Linked DNA regions of Zea mays: region 1 is linked to region 2. The links are chromatin contacts, called in public Hi-C maps. All regions are on one chromosome and are shown on one strand. The core of a region is the stretch at or near the end of the contact, and the rest is flanking DNA. Distances in the headings are between cores, read along the strand shown.

What was found. Hi-C and Micro-C count contacts between places; a contact is called where the count stands out from the background.
Region 1: a contact with region 2 is called in a Hi-C map of leaf, with 5 times the contacts expected there. The contact joins the enhancer-like site here to the promoter of LOC100284697 in region 2. A contact is called at or near these places in 3 of 25 Hi-C or Micro-C datasets (ear, leaf and tassel).

What each region holds. Positions count from the first base shown.
Region 1 is chr5:81,259,541-81,264,855 of Zm-B73-REFERENCE-NAM-5.0, forward strand. No RefSeq gene overlaps it. Among protein-coding and RNA genes, the nearest start is that of LOC100284697, 110 kb to the left of the region's middle. Within about 2 kb of position 2,016, at least 18 of the 20 cell types and tissues checked have an H3K27ac peak or open chromatin away from gene starts, as enhancers often do. A contact at or near this core is called in ear, leaf and tassel, where this site is marked.
Region 2 is chr5:81,151,797-81,156,968 of Zm-B73-REFERENCE-NAM-5.0, forward strand. It overlaps LOC100284697, which reads left to right and starts at 2,982. Exons shown (of 5, transcript NM_001157592.2): 1 at 2,982-3,192.

The DNA.
Region 1 (5,315 bases), core at 766-3,265, 110 kb after region 2:
TATCCAATCTAATGTGAGTCACTTAACAAGTTCACACTAGTGAAATAAACTGGATCCTACTCCTATGAACCTTGTTCTCCCCTAATGCACTTAAACCTAAACTAGTGCCTTAGACCAACTCGACCATGAACAACAACTTGAGCAACATAATAGGTTACATAACCTATCCAACCAATCTAGAAGCAAACAACCAAACCAGAATCTCACTAATCTCATTTAACTCATAGCCACCTACTAAACTAGCTGCTCTATCCACTAAAGTGTTACTTACAAATCTATCTTAACCTCTAGTCCCTAACCCGGATGAAGACACCAAAGCTCGAGAAGGAAAATATCAACCTCGTTAAGGAAGAATAGGAGTCAAGCCAGACCCCCAAAGGGAGCTAGATCCACAATCTTGGATGGAGTCTTTCCTTACCCTATTCTTTCTTACCCAAACCTATCTATGCTTTAAAGACATCTTTTATCCTACATAATAAAGTGGCTATTCCTATATATACCCATGCTGTCCTAATCACCTGATAATTTATGATATAGACTAAAAAATATCTTTTGGTATTAAAACCAATTAGAAACTGAAACATAGACTACAAACCAAACAAGTTGCATCCCCTTTCGTACAAATCTTGAGGACGAGATTATTTTTAAGGCGGTAGAATTTGTAACACCCAAAATTCTATTTTGTGATTTATAAAGGTTTCTCCAAATGAATTGAATTAAAATGTCTTCTAATAATGATTTCCTTCCTTTATAAAGTATATCTCTCTAAATGATTTAATAATAACTTGCTATTCAAAACTTAGAAAAAGTTAAATAAATCATGGTGGAGATTTTATATCTCCTAAATTAAGTAAGCAATGAATATTGAGGTTTGGACGAACCTTTAATTTAATCATACATCCAAAATAGTATTTCCTAATAATGTGTGTTCCATAAATTAAGGATTTGCCTAAACATATAAAATAAACATGACATGTACCTCATACTGGATATTTTGATTGTTGCATCTTAAAACTGAAACTTCAAATTCCCATTTGAATTATGAGTTTGAACTTGAAATTAAAAGGAGAATAGAAAATAAAACAGAAAATAAATAAAAATAGAAAAGAACCTTATCTAGGCCTCCTGGGCTGATATACCCGCATGGGTCCACTCCCCCCTTCATATGTGGACCCTAGTCCCCCACGCAGGCCCACTAATCTCCGCGGCTCGATCCCGGTTTCCCACTGCGCAGCCCACTTCTGCAACTCCCTCCCACCGCGTGCGCTCGGTCACTATCCGCAGGGCCGGTATGTCAGTTAACTCCCTAGTTCACTTATTTGTGGGCCCCTGTGGTCAGTCCCTTCTTCTCTTCATAATCTCGCACGCGCCACACCATAGCTGCCTCCCCGCTTCCTCGGGGTTCTGTTGCAACAACTCATGGATCTCGCAACCGACCTTCTCGGCTCGGACTCGCCCTCCCTCGACGCATATATGGGTCGAGCCGTGACCCCTGTGCCCAATTGTGCGTCACCATGTCTGAGAAATAGAAAGGACAGGGGACAGCCCGCCGTCATTGCGATCTGCTCCCTGGGCCGTATGTCCTTGACGGATGGCACCAGCGGGATCACTAGGGACCCTAGTACTTGGGCAAAGGAGTTGCCGACACCGGGGATCGCTGGAGTCGCGAGAATTGCTCGTTGTTGCTTAACTTCATCGACAATCCCCAGCGCGCCGTGGCCGTCAAGAATTTCCCTGTGAATTCCGGTGAGAGCCTTTTCCGCAGCTTCCCCATGTCCCCAATTCGGTATAACATTATTTTTATTAGGAAATTGAGTTCCCGGGCGGGCGGGCTGCCGTTCTAGCCATGGCGCCGTTGCGGCGCTGGCGTCTCTTCCTGCTTTCGGCTGGGGGTGTGTGTGTGAGGGAGAGGGAGATCTGACCGTTAAATCCGATCACGGAGGGACATGGATCCACCGTTGGATCGTGGTGAACGGCAGGGATTAGCTTGTCATAGGTGTCCAGCCGAAGTCGATCAGAACCGTTGATCGAAAAGCACGTGATCGAGGTTAGCTCCGGGCACTTTAAATCTGGTCCGTTGATTGCTTGTTGGGCGGTCACAATTAAATCAGAAGCGCGTCCCTCGTCTGTGTAATCAAAGCCGGTGATTGGGTGATGGACGGTCAAAACTGGGTCTCGGTTATTTAAAACACTAGGCGACGGATCTCGATCCGATGGCTACCTTTGAATACCGATTCGCATTAAGGGCAATTCTAACCTGGTCGTGGGATCTGATCTGGACGACCAGAATCATCCAATACCCCTTCGCCATGCACTTTGACATATGAGACCCTATGCTTTTCACAAACTAACATGTTGTCCTGTGCTCAGTAATGGGACCCTCGGGTTAGGTTTCGAAATTGCAAACCAGTCCCTAGAAATTTGAAGAAACGCCCCTAGAAGTAATCTTAATATAAAATTTATACTTAAAATATCCCTAAAACTTGTTTAATTCATATTTTGTTCATTTTAACTCCGATTTAGTCTGTTCTAGTTGCATTAACTTTGTAATAATATTGCATAAGCTTTTGTAACGATATTTTATCAGATAATATGTTTGTAAAAATAAATATGCATTTAACCTATGTCTAATAGATTAATCCTTCTAATCAAAGTTAATCCGTCAATAATTATAATCTGACTAAAATATGATTTCCAATTAAGATATAACTTAAATTAGTTATTTCTTTAATATCTTTTCTCACTTGATTTTTATTAATCAACATATAATATAGTGTTAGTGTTTAAACACCTTAAACTTTAGAAAACTATATCTTTTGAACCATAACCCTGATTTTAATACTTCTCGAACCTACAATCTCGTAGCATCACATAGAAGATTCTTACGCCATTTGTTCTCATGATTGTTGTATTGTTATTTTTATGTACTCTTTGTTTATTTGTATGTTTTGCTACGAGTAGCGGTGATGTCACGGGAATCTGAAGACTAACTTGGTACCTAGAATCTCGAGTCCCAGGCAAGTTGTGTCCTTGATCACTTTTTTTACCTAATAATGTTCCTGTTAATCAATGTGACATGCTCAGGTTAATTTTATGGGACCCAATAGGTTTCCCTAGCATTGTTTATCCCTTACCTTGCAAACAGAAGCACTATTGGGTAGTTTTGCTATTGCTCCACCTAGTTTTGGGAAATTAATGTTATATTATGATCATGTTCTAGTTATACTGTTGTTTTAATTATTGTTCATGAGAAGATCATTGTGTTAATTGGAACATAGAGCGACCACCCGGGAAAACAGTGCTACCACAAGGGTGGTATGGGACACCATTGCTGACTAATTAGGAAAGCTAGTGGAAGACTACCTTACCTGAAAGGGGCAAGGGCGGTAGAGGAGCTACATATAGGGAGGTTCTCGGGTCGATTATGCTGTGATGTCTTTTCGGGCGTGGGATTCCTATATTGCCCTTCTCAGAAACCGTAGCGGGTTTTCAGAAGCTAGTAGAACTTTGTAAAGGCCTCATAGTGGTACCCTGCCTCGTCTCCTCGGTAGAGATGAATGAGAAGTCGTGATCCCTTGGCAAATGGGTAACATGACTTATGAGTAAAGATGTGCAACCTCTGTAGAGTGTAAAACTGGTATATCAGTCGTGCTCATGGTCATGAGCAGCTCGGACCCTCACATGAGTAATTTATGGAACTAAACTTAATTTGTCATATGTATTGCATTGTGGGTGTTATTATTAATCTTGATCTCTTATTTATTTGGGTTGGTATCTACTTTTACTTAGTAACTGCTAATAAATTTTTGACCAACTCTAAAAGCAATGCTCAAATTTAACCATCTCCTTTGGTAAGCCTTACACTTCACATGAGCTCCCACCTTTGGTGAGTTCATGCAAATTATTCCCCACAACTTGTTGAGCGATGAACGTATGTGAGCTCACCCTTGTTGCACTCACATCCCCCAAGTCAAGAACAGGTACCACAGGATGAGGCGCATGAAGGATGCAGTGATGAGTTCGTGAGTGGTTTAGGCCGTCATCTCCCAGTCAACTTTGTGTTGCTGGATCGTTGTCTTCGTATGATGTAATTATTTAACTACTTTGTACAGAACTCCGTTATATATATTAATGATGTGACATTCGTTTCTGTAACATGAGTCATCATATGTGTGAGACTTGATACTAGCACACTTGGTGAAGTTCGTGCCCGGGTTTTGGACCCCTAAAACCCGGGTGTGACACAAGAATTTCTTTAAGGTTTCTTGGGTTTGTGATTTTTCCTGCAAAAAGAACACCCAAGTGAAGCAAGAATATTCATCCACAATTACAAGACAATATTTACTCCCGTCGATGCTTATGTAAGCAATCGGGACGAATAGATCCATGTGGAGTAGCTCAAGCGGCCTATTGGTCGTCATGATGTTCTTGTGTGGATGATGAACTCCAACCTGCTTCCCTGCTTGACATACATGTTGGGGGTATGCTTCGTCGCCGAAGATCCTGTAAGAAGAGACACCTTCGGCAGATCCTTTCAAAAGCAGTGCCGAAGCTATCATCCATAAAGCTTCGGCATAGTGGCATATCTCAAGACGAAGAATTGCACCGACTTAAAGATGAAATGACCGATTGATACATGAGAGTCTGTGTCATAATCATAATCTTTTGTAAAGGGCATGAATGTAATATCTCACGGGCTGCGTCCCGTGCCTATAAATAGGTGAACAGTACCCCCGTACTATTCACGCTATCTTGTAATCGCTCGCACGCAATACTTGGATTCTTGCCTTCTGTCAAACCGAAGGTATAAATGTAGTTAAATATTGTATTTTAATATTCAAATTCGTATGATGAAATATATGGATGATATTATGTGCTTGCTTATATTATCTTTCATGTTTCATGTTTCATATATTTCATCTTTCATTATCTTATAACTTTGATCACGAAGGTATGACCTTCATGACCTTCGTCCGAAGATCGTTATGTCCTAAGGGGAATAATGCTTCGAAGGACGAAGGACATTAACATTTAATATTCTGTGTTGCCTTGTTCTTGACTCTTAGCATTTGAGAACAAGTCCCCAACATTGGCGCCCACCTCCGGTGAACTCACTTCCACTTTTTGAGCTGATGGCTTCGTTCAACAATCAAGCTGAAGCTGCTTCAGCTACGAAGCTGGTGCTCCCGATAACAGGCAGTTCATGCTCAGAGCCGGCCAATAAGAAGCAGAAGAAGGAGGCCCAGAGAAGGGTACAACATGTTGGGGTGCAGGGACCCTTCATCAAGTCAAAATGGTCCCACATCCCAATTACC
Region 2 (5,172 bases), core at 1,732-4,231:
GGCGATTAATGCCAAAGGGGGAGAGAGTATTAGCCTAAAGCAAAAGGACCGCACCACCACGCTAATTTCAAAATTTTTCAAAACAAAGCTTAAGTTGTTCTTCAATTGGTATCTTTGAAATTAGTTTTCCTCTAAAAAATTCTATCTCATTGGTATATATATTTTAAAGGAGGAGTTTTTCAAAATGGGCATCTAAAATATTTGATCTTCTTTCAAATAGAAAAACCCTCTTGAACACTAAGAGGAGAATTTCATCTAGGCGGAGCTTTGTTTTAGTCAAAGGAAAAGCATTTGAAACAGGGGAAGAAATTTCAAATCTTGAAAATGCTTCTCGAAATCTTATTCATATACCTTTGACTATTTGCAAAAGACTTTGAAAAGAATTTCCAAAACATTTGCAAAATCAAAACATGTGGTGCAAGCGTGGTCCAAATTGTTAAAATGAAGAAAGCAATCCATGCATATCTTATAAAATGTAAATTGGTTTAATTCCATGCAACCTTTGCACTTACCTTATGCAAACTAGTTCAATTCTGCACTTTTATTTGCTTTGGTTTGTGTTGGCATCAATCACCAAAAAGTGGGAGATTGAAAGGGAAATAAGGTCAAACCTTTTCCTAAATGATTTTGGTGGTTGAATTGCCCAACACAAATAATTGGACTAACTAATTTGCTCTAGATTATAAGTTCTACAAGTGCCAAAGGTTCAACACAAACCAATAAAAAGTCCAAGATAGGGTTCAAAAGAAAGGAGCAAAAGAAAACCAAAGGCTGCCCTGGTCTGGCGCACCGGACTGTCCGGTGTGCCACCGGATAGTGTCCGATGCACCAGGGTAGATCAACTCGAACTTGCCACCTTCGGGTTTCTGGAAATGCCACTCCGCTATAATTCACCGGAATGTTCGGTGTGCCATGCGGAGTAACGACTACAACACCAACAGTCGTCTGCAAAAGTGAACAGTGAAGCTACAGTGCGCGGACAACGCGCGCAGAGTCAGAGCAGGCGCCAGAAGGCGCACTGGACAGTGAACAGTGACTGTCCGGTGCACCACCAGACTGTCCGGTGGCCCCACATGTCAGAGCTCCAACGGTCGAACCCTAACGGTTGGGTAACGTGGCTGGCGCACCGGACTGTCCGGTGCACCCGTCGACATCAGCCTTCCCCAACGGCCATTTTGGTGGGTGGGGCTATAAATACCCCCCAACCACCACACTTCAAGGCATCCAAGTTTTCAGCCAACACATTCAATACAAGAGCTAGTGCATTCAATACAAGACACAATTAGAGTGAATCAAAATCTCTCCAAGTCCCAATTCCACTCAAAGCAATAGTGACTACAAGAGAGAGTTTTGTCCGTGTTCTTTGAGCTCTTGCGCTTGGATCGCTTTTCTTCTTCCCCATTTCTTGTTCTCAAGACCTTTGTAATCAAAGCAAGAGACACCAATTGTGTGGTGGTCCTTGTGGGGACTAAGTGTTCCAATTGATTGAGAAGAAAAGCTCACTCGGTCTAAGTGACCGTTTGAGAGAGGGAAAGGGTTGAAAGAGACCCGATCTTTGTGACCACATCAATGGGGAGTAGGTTTGCAAGAACCGAACCTCGGTAAAACAAATCACCATGTCACACTCTTCATTTGCTTGTGATTTGTTTTCGCCCTCTCTTTCGGACTCGACTTTATTTCTAACACTAACCCCGGTTTGTAGATTGTGCTTAAAGTTTGTTAATTTCAGATTTGCCTATTCACCCCCCCTCTAGGCGACTTTCATCCACACACTAGGTTTTAGGGTTTTCATGTGAGGTTGTGAAAAGCTCTTTATGCGAGGAAAAATATTTCATAAGTAAACATGTCAGTCATGTCAGCTAGATCAAGTGGATATTGTGAATTATGAACTTTGAGTCTGTGAACTTGTGATCTTTATGAACTTGTTATACTGTGAACTTGTTATATTGTGAACTTGTGATCTTTGTAAACTTTTTATATTATAAATTTGTGATCCTTGTGAACTTGTTATATTGCGAACTTGTTATATCATGAATTGTGAACTTGTGGTCTTTGTGATCTTTTGTCAACTTTGTTGTATTATGAAGTTTGATATGTTTATCGATCGTATTTTAGATTTCGACCGTTACCGGTGTATTTTCCGCACCAAACTTTCGTTTCCGATGTTTCCGAAATACCGATATCGTTTCCGTTTCCGGAGTTACCGTTTTCGATTTTGTTTCCGATAAAAAATATGAAAACGGTAATGATTTTAGTGTTTACCGACCGTTTCATCCCTACAGGTACGTCAACCGTGACGTGACTAGGGATGACAACGATATATACTTATTCGGTAGTACCATTCCATATTCATATCTATTAAAAAAATTATATCCATCACCCCATATATGCTTGCAGATATAAAATCTTATGCATACCCGTAACCGTGCGAGTAATTTTTTCCGTCGGGTAAGTCGTACCCACTAGGAAAAGTCTTAAATTCCAATATATCAATCACGCAAAATATTAAATAAATATACAAAAACAAGTTCAACTTTACATATAACAAATCATATGATTAAATAACTTAGTCGCTAGATAAATGATAGTTAGAGAAGTGTTTTATTTTAGCTAAGATGAGCTCTATTAGATGGTTATAATAGCATTGATATAAATATATTTTATCCATGAGTATACGAGTATGAACAGTACTAACCCATATATATGACGGATAGAAGTTTTTGCTCGTTAATATACTCGCGGATAGAAAAAATCATGTCGTACACGTCTCCATTCGTGGCTTGGTGCCCGCTGCCGCGGCGGCGCCGCAGATACGGGGAAAGAAAACGAAAAGGCCCAGCACGTGCGACGCACGCCGGCCCATTTAAAAACGAGCCAGGCCCACCGCGCAGCGCAAGAGTGAGACGGATCGCACGAAACGAAACCAAACCCTACCGGTCGCACGGAGCCACGCACGGAGCACGTCCGTCCCCCGACCCGAGGAAGCGAGGAAGAGGAACGGGTCGAGCCGCGCCCCGCCTCCGTCGGAACCCTTTATAACCGCCTCCCCCAAACCCTCCCTTCCTTCCTTTCCCCGCTCTTCTCCCACACAAACGCCACCGCCGCATCGAATCCGAGACGCCGATCTCGGATTCGCCGTCACCACACGCTGCCCTCGTCGCGCTCTCCCGCCGCCGCCGCTCGTCTCGTCAGGTAACGGCCGGCGTTCCCCCAGATCTGTCTCTCCTCTCTTGCTGCCCGTGAGCTGTGTTTCGCATGGTCCTGTCGCCCGCCTGCCCGCTCGCCCCCTCCCCGCCGCTCGATCTGGCCGCGGTATTCGTTCTGTGGGCGCCCTGATCTGCCCGCCTGCGTCGCGGTCGGATCTAGGCCGGTTCGGGCGAGGAGCCGGTTGTTCCCAACGTGGAGGCGCGACGAAGGTCGCGGTTTGCTATGCCTGGGCGTGTGGGAGAGACGTTTCTCGGTCGAATTTTGTTGTTGCCCTACTCTAATCAGCACGGGTTCGCAGGATTGTGTCTTTTTCTTCTGTTTTTGGGTGATCGGTAAGTTTCGGCTCCGCAACATATCCTTGTACGTGCTTCGAGCCTCTCATTCCACCAGATGTGCGTGCTTGTGGTACTGTTTGTTTGTTGCTGGTGCTGAGAAAGTTAGGGGCATCAAATGACCAAGGCATTTCGGTTATTGTGTGCTTAACTGCGCGTGGTGTCGTCTCTGTTCTGCGATTGTCAATCTTGTCCATTAAGTTGTGGAATCATTGTTCCGTCCTTCAGGTCACCCTGTTTGGTTGGTTGGTATGTCATGGCTTTCCATCCATATGTAATGGGAGTTGTATATGTTTCCAGTTAGCCTTTTTTTTGGTGGCTTGTACTTGCGCTGGGCTCAGTCTTTTAGTTATGCACCACTTTATAAGTACTAGTGCATTTTAGGGACCCCTATATCTAAGGCTGTCTCCAGCAACATCCTCTATATCCATCCTCTATATCCGTCCTTTACAGTCTCCTCTACAAGATTTTATCCTCTATATTTCCTTCCTCTCCAACAATGTCCTCTAAATCACGTCCTCTATACGTAAATACCTATATTAGAGACATTTTTTATTTTTTATTTTTATACATACGTATTTGTCATACTCTTAAATGTATTGTAAATGTTTTAGTTTTGCTAAACCGGTTATTTAAAGTATTCAAGTGGATAGAGGACCGTTTAGAGAAACTCTATATATAGAGAATCCAGCAGCGTTCTCTAAATTTAGAGGACCGTTTAGAGGACGCTGTTGGAGAGCATAGAGAACCGTTTGGTCCTCTATATTTAGAGTACATGAGGCTTTAGAGGTTCTTGCTGGAGCCAGCCTAACAGTATGCATTAGTAGTTAATTGAAGAATTGGGCTTGATCTTAATTTTCAGTCGTGCCATTTTTTGCTGTAGTGCTGTGCTGGAAATGTTACGATCATGGTTATTAAAGTGGTAAAATGTTAAAATGTTATGAACCAACTTTTCAACGTTTAAACGTTTAAACGAACGTTGAAACGTCTTTTCAGACTAACATAAAACATGATATACTCTTTTAACCTCTTTTCCGGAAGGTAGATGAGACACATATACAAGTTTCAATGGGAATATTCAAACAGGTAAAAGAAGAAACGAAAAGAAAACCATGTGTGGCTTCTTCAGAAGGAACCCAGTAAAAACAGTGTGCTTGAAGCAATAGCACGCAGACACACTCTCAACATTATATTTGAGCATCAGACCAAAATCACTACAGCAGAAACTGCAGCTTCATGGTTGCAATCAAGGGCACTGGGCACGCCACAAACTTTTAATCTAAATGAAAAAAAATATGAAGAATCTTATAACCAAAAAAAACTACCAGTTAGCAACCCAATGAGCCTATGCACAAAACCGAAGGCGCCCTTCAGAAGCCGGATAAACAGTAGTGCACCTCAAGCTCATCCCATGGAGACTTTAGCAGCACCACTCAAGCCCAAATCGTTGTGCATGCACAGCTCAGAAAGACAAGCGAGCAGGATGGACGATTCTACTGTAGCATGATTAAAAACAGCATCAGCACTTCAGCTTCAGCAGCATTTGTCAATATTGCATATGCATGGTGGCTGGCGCACTGGCTGGCTGCGTAGTGCACCGTGTTTTGGATACGAACAGCAGCAGAATACGAAC